Regions from separate parts of the Canis lupus genome. Here region 1 is linked to region 2. A link is a contact called in public Hi-C data. All regions are on one chromosome and are shown on one strand. The core of a region is the stretch at or near the end of the contact, and the rest is flanking DNA. Distances in the headings are between cores, read along the strand shown. Region 1 holds the start of SIPA1L1 (signal-induced proliferation-associated 1-like protein 1). Region 2 has its middle 81 kb from the start of SIPA1L1.

Region 1 (2,717 bases), core at 44-2,543, 81 kb before region 2:
CCTGACTTTCGCCGCGCACCCCCAGGCACCACCCCCCATCCCACCCCCCGGGGAGAGAAATGAACCACCCGCGGGCACCGAGCCCCCTCCTGCCTTTCCCAGGACTGCACCCCTCGGCCTGTCCTTCCCGGCACAGCCTGCAACGCGCTCACCCAGGTGGCTGAAGGCGAAGGTGCCGGCGGGAGCCCGGGCCGGGGTGGGCGCAGCCGCCCCGAGCGGGCGCGGGTCTCCCGGCCTCTCCCCGAGGCGCTCCGCGGGGAGTCCCGCAGCTCCCGGCTCCGAGGGGCGTGCGCGCGCCGTGCGCGGTGCAGCCCGGACGCGCCCCCGCCGCGCCGCGCTACCGGCGAGCCAGCAGATCGGAAATAAGAACTTTGACCGGGGTCCGGGGTCCCGGGGTCCCGGGGTCCCGCTCCTGGCCCTGGCCCCGAGCACCGGCCACGAGGGCGCTGGCGGGGGCTGGGGACAGTCCTGCAGCCCCGGCTCCCCCAGCCGGGCCTCGGGTCGCGGGAGCCACTTACCGCCCTGCACGGCCTCCCGGTGCCGCCGCGCGTCCGGGGCGCGTCCGCCGCGCGCTCTCCCTGGGGAGAAAGAGAAACCGTGTGGCCGGCCGGCGCGCGCCCTCTCGCCGCCTCCTCTGCGGAGAGCCGCGGGCGGCGGGCGGCGGGCGGCGGGCGGGCGGCGGGGCCGGGGCGGGCCGGGGCGGGCGCCGAGCGCCGAGCGCCGGGCGCCGGGCGGAGGGGGGCCCGGGGAGGTGGGGGCGGAATCTGCCCAACTCCTGAGCCCGGCCCCGAGGCAGGGGAGCAGGCGGCGGGGGCCGCTTCCCCGGAGCAGGGCGGGCGGCGGTGCCCTCCCCCGTCCCCGGGCATCAACTATTGTCTGGGCGCCCCGGCCCCCGCTCACGCCGCCTCCGGAGCTCAGCGCCCCCGGTGCCGCCCGCCTGCCCCCCAGGAGGAAAAGCTGGGGTGGCTTGGGGGTCCGGAGGTCGGAGCTGGGCGCGGGGAGGGGGGGGTGCGTGCCGAGTGGGGGAGGGGACAGGTAACAGCCGCCGGGGGCGGGAAGGCCCGGGAGGACCGCTGGGGGGGAGGAAGTGGGGAGGGAGCCCCGGAGGCGGGAAGGGATGGAGTGGCCGGGGGCGGCCTCCGAAGCCCAGACCTGGCCCTCCCCTCCCGGGGACCCTCCTCCCGGGAAGTCGGCGCCGCACTGACTTTTTCGCTCACTCGCTCACGCACGCACTGAACTCGCTCACAAAGTTGCCGGCGGTGGCGGCGCCGCGCTCGCCCTTCCCTCCCCTGCACTCCCCTCGCCTCCCCGCCTCCCCGCCTCCCAGCCCCATTCCTTCCCCTCCCTCCCTCCCTCCCAAGTCTCGGGTGAGATCACCGCTGGGCCGCTCGGCACCACGCGCAAATCTCGCGAGAGAAGCGGCCGCTCGGCCCGGCCGGCGGGGGAAGTGGGAGTCGCGGAACTCCTAGTTGCTATGACGACGGCAAAGCCCTGGATTCCTGTCTCCCGCAGGGAGCCAAGACGGCGAACGTGGGTGCAGTTTTCAGCCTGCCCGCTCCCTTGCCCGACACCCTCCTGGTGGGGGAAGCGCGGCTCGAAGCGGGAGGAGGATTTTTTAGACCTATTTGAGAGAGCATCTGTAGCCCAGCGTCATGATTCTCCGGCCGGGTTTGGCAAATGGATCGCCTTAGGGTTTTTCCTCCAGAGGTTCTGGGGGGAGATTTCTGACACAGAAGCCAGCATGTATCTGTACCCCCAAATATCTACCATATATTCACTCTTTGCACCCTCCCGCCCAATCTCATCCCCCAACCACCGCTGCATAGACTCCCTCTCTCGTCCCTTGCCCCGCCCCCACCTCCCCCACCTCCACCACCAGATTGCGCTCCTCGAGGGTCAGCCTTGCTCATCTTTGTGTTCTCAGCCCTCCACAAGCTTGGTAACATAGCAGGTATTTACTTAACGTCCACTGAGGGCAGAAAATGAGTGTGGCAGCCTGCAAGTGTCCTCATTACTTTGCTTTCACTACCCACCCCCACCCCCACCCCCACCCCACCCCCGTAGAGTATGTACCTACTTAGGCCTAGAATATGTTTCTGCTCCACAGCCATGTTTTTTTTTAATAATAAATTTATTTTTTATTGGTGTTCAATTTACTAACATACAGAATAACCCCCAGTGCCCGTCACCCATTCACTCCCACCCCCCGCCCTCCTCCCCTTCCACCACCCCTAGTTCCTTTCCCAGAGTTAGAAGTCTTTATGTTCTTACTCCATTACTGTCTGTTTCTGTTCACATAGAATATGTCCTTTTCAGTAGTTAGAGTCCTTCCTTTCTCCAACTTTGTCTCAGAAAAACCCTGGGGTGCTGGGATCCCTGGGTGGCTCAGCAGTTTAGCACCTGCCTTCAGCTCAGGGCGTGATCCTGGGGTCCTGGGATCGAGTCCCACATTGGGCTCCCTGTGTGCAGCCTGCTTCTCCCTCTGCCTGTGTCTCTGCCTCTCTCTCTCTCTCTCTTCTCTCTCTCTCCCTCCGTGTCTCTCATGAATAAATAAATAAATAAATAAAATCTTTAAAAAAAAAAACACACCCTGGGGTGGGGGGAGGTTTGTTGTTCAGATTTTTTTTTTTTTTTTTTTTTTAATCATTAAGCTTTTCAGATGCCTTCAAACCTACTTCAATGCTGTTAAGGAAAAAAAAAAACCACCCTGGGGTGGG
Region 2 (3,005 bases), core at 360-2,859:
GGCTAGCTCCTTGGTGATTGTAGAAGGCCTGGCTGCAATGAGCTCCACATGCTGCCTTACTCCCATGAAACAGGAGATTGTTTTCCACAATCAACCAACAGCAGCTCAAAGCTTTGTGCTGATTGGCCCATCCCTGAACCAAACTCTGTGGCTACCACAATTGGACTGCCAGTGGTCTAGACACTTCAGGGCTACATGCTGGAGCTGACGGTAGGCTTGGGCCCAGCCACACCAAATAGCTGCCACCAATGGGGTTTATTTCTATATAGGGACAGAAAACCTCAATTGCCCAGATACAGAGAAGAAAGTCACCTGATTCTAGCTATCTCTGAAACAGACTAAAGCTCTTTTGGAGACCCTAAATAAAAGTCAGGTAATTTCCCCCTTGTATGCATTGAAATATGTCTTTGAAAAAATTACTTTTCTGCAAAAAAGACAAGAAGATTGAAACCATGAAAGAGGTAGATGATTTAAAGATAAGGACACAAAGTCGACAACCAGGAGAAAATTACATGACTTGGAAACAAAGTCCAGATATCTCAGAAAGAATATTTTATATGAGGCATTTTTATGGTGGGATGGTACAAAGTGGAATAAAAGAGGACACTAGTGTATCCAGTGTCATGTGCAGGATATTTAAGTTCAAACTTGTTTCTCAGTCTCCTCCCTCTCTGTTATTGCAATATTTTGCTCATTTATCATGGAAATTAAACATGACTATTAAGGACATGGTACCTATGCTAAGTTCAAGCTACATATGCCGATCTCAGCTCTTCCTCCATTCAGTATAAATTCATTTTCCTGGACATCATGCCATATTCTAGAAATAAAAGAGAGGTAGTTAGATGAATGCTTTTTGCCCTATGCTGTATTGCTTTTCCTCTAAGACAGGAATTAGAGATGTTTCACTTATTGGTTCAGAGAGGAATGGGGCCAAGTATTTTAATGCACACACAAAAATAATTCCTTTTAACATAGACCTGTTTGATTGACTTAAAACCCTTGCGTGTAAAATCTGAACAAACAAAAGAAATGTAAAGAGATCTGCTCTAATAAGTTCAAAAGGCAAAGCAGGTGTTGGATTTAAAATTAATTGGTAATGACAAAATAGTCTATTTTACCTTCTCAGTTGCTCTATAGAGAGAACAAAAGCAAGAGGGCCTCTCTGTTTTTCTGCTCTGCCTCCTTCCCAGTGCAATCCTTTCCAGTCTTTCCAATACAACCCTCAAAATCCAGCTAAATTTCCACTCCTTCCATGTCTTCCTAGACTACTCCAGCCCTTGTCTTCAGATTTCCTGGAATTCACTGAAATGGTACAAAAAAACAGGGGTTAAAAATCTCAGACTGTGATGTCAGACCTGCAATCAACCTAGATCCTCAGTCTGCTACAGACCTGGTGCTCCACGACTCTGAAAAATGACTGTGAGGATAAAATGAAGTCATGCTTGACTAGAAGCACTCAATAAATGCCAGCTATCGTTAATATTTTATAGAGTCTCCTCCCCCTGGCTTGAAGTAACACAACATTGGGCAGATACCTGCTCAGCCTATCCCTGTTGCATTGGACAGAAGGGAATTGAAAAATGTTTTCCAAAGTGGAGAATGGTTGTGGACCGGGTTGGATAGAAAGGCCAATGGCTATAGGTCAAGGGTCATGCCATACCAGAACGGGCCTGCAGTGAGTACTCCATGAATGTAGCATGAAACATCTACAAACTTCAACTCCAGTGACTGAAAGAAACCCCAGGACCACTGTTATCAGAGAGAGAAGTTAAACAGAGGCTGTGAATGTCAACATACTGTTCAAAAGAGCACAACTAGTCAGAACTTTCTGTTTGATGACTGGCCAAACAGAAATTTGGGTCTTGCTGGAATTTCAAAATGGGCCAAACTCACAAAAATTTTATTTGTTAGATTGTAATGGTTTTGGATAGGAGAGGCAACGCTTAACATTTTTAAGGGAGCAACAGATTTTCAATCACCTAAAAGTCAGTAAATGAGTCACTTACAAAGGATCTTTATGTATTTGTTAATTGAAACAAATCTGTTAGGCCCTGGAGTGAACAATACAAGCTCACCAGCACTTGGACTTGGCATGATGGAAGTTTCTTTCTTTCTCAGGCACAAATGTTGATTGTTTATTCATGGCCAGTGGTAAGAGTCTGAACCAGAAAATGATGTAAACCAGCCTCAAAGCTCTGACTCTGTTTTCTAATAGGCAAAGTCTTAGGAAAATTACATACTCTCTCCAGGTATCAGTTTCCTCATGTGAGAAATGGGAATCATTCTCCTTACCTCGAATGGTTGCCATTAAACAAGCCAATCCATGTAAAGAACTCAGCCCAGTATTTGCCATGTAACAACTGTTCAATAAATGCAAGCAATTAGGCAATAATTATCTCACAATTCAGATTTCTTACTCTATTTCTTCAGTGTTGTCCTTAAGTGCGATTTAACCACACCTTTGCAAGAAACTTGGAGACAGTACTTGGCTGCCTACTTTTAAATAATTTGCATTTTTTTAACCAATAAATCTTCTGAATAGTGCTCTGTGGATATCAAGAATGATAAGGACAAGTGTTGTCGATGACACTGTGTAGGAGACAGAATGAGACCCATAGGTGAGGGAAATTGATATAATTTACAATTACTTATTTGAGATATCAGTTCCTCTTCCAAATTGAGTTGTTTTCCTACCCTCAGCAAAACATACTTCAATTTCTTCTCTGACTTGAGAAAACTTCTATAAATCAAATAACTACCAAATTTTCTATGCCTCTGAACTGAATCTGGGAAACCGTGAGTTATGGTGTTATGCACTGAATACGACAAGAATAAGCTCAAAGTAAGTCTCCTTAGAGAGCTTTACAGAATAGGTGTGTTTTGTATGAATTTTCAGGTGATGTCATTGCCTCACTGTCATTGTGGAGCACCAGGAGCTGTGATAGGGCCCTGAGCAGTGACGGGTTGTGCCTCTCACCTGGATCCTTTGTGAACAAGGACCC

The links. A called contact is a pair of places that touch in the nucleus more often than the background predicts.
Region 1: a contact with region 2 is called in a Hi-C map of liver, with 2.7 times the contacts expected there. The contact joins the promoter of SIPA1L1 here to the enhancer-like site in region 2. A contact is called at or near these places in 2 of 9 Hi-C or Micro-C datasets (amygdala and liver).

The regions. Positions count from the first base shown.
Region 1 is chr8:45,161,465-45,164,181 of UU_Cfam_GSD_1.0, reverse strand. SIPA1L1 (signal-induced proliferation-associated 1-like protein 1) reads right to left here and starts at 1,293. Exons shown (of 27, transcript XM_038545140.1): 1 at 1,206-1,293; 2 at 519-578. The region is part of intron 1 of LOC119872893 (a long non-coding RNA gene); the gene reads left to right.
Region 2 is chr8:45,080,830-45,083,834 of UU_Cfam_GSD_1.0, reverse strand. No RefSeq gene overlaps it. Among named protein-coding and RNA genes, the nearest start is that of SIPA1L1, 81 kb to the left of the region's middle. Within about 2 kb of position 1,609, at least 1 of the 20 cell types and tissues checked has an H3K27ac peak or open chromatin away from gene starts, as enhancers often do. A contact at or near this core is called in liver, where this site is marked.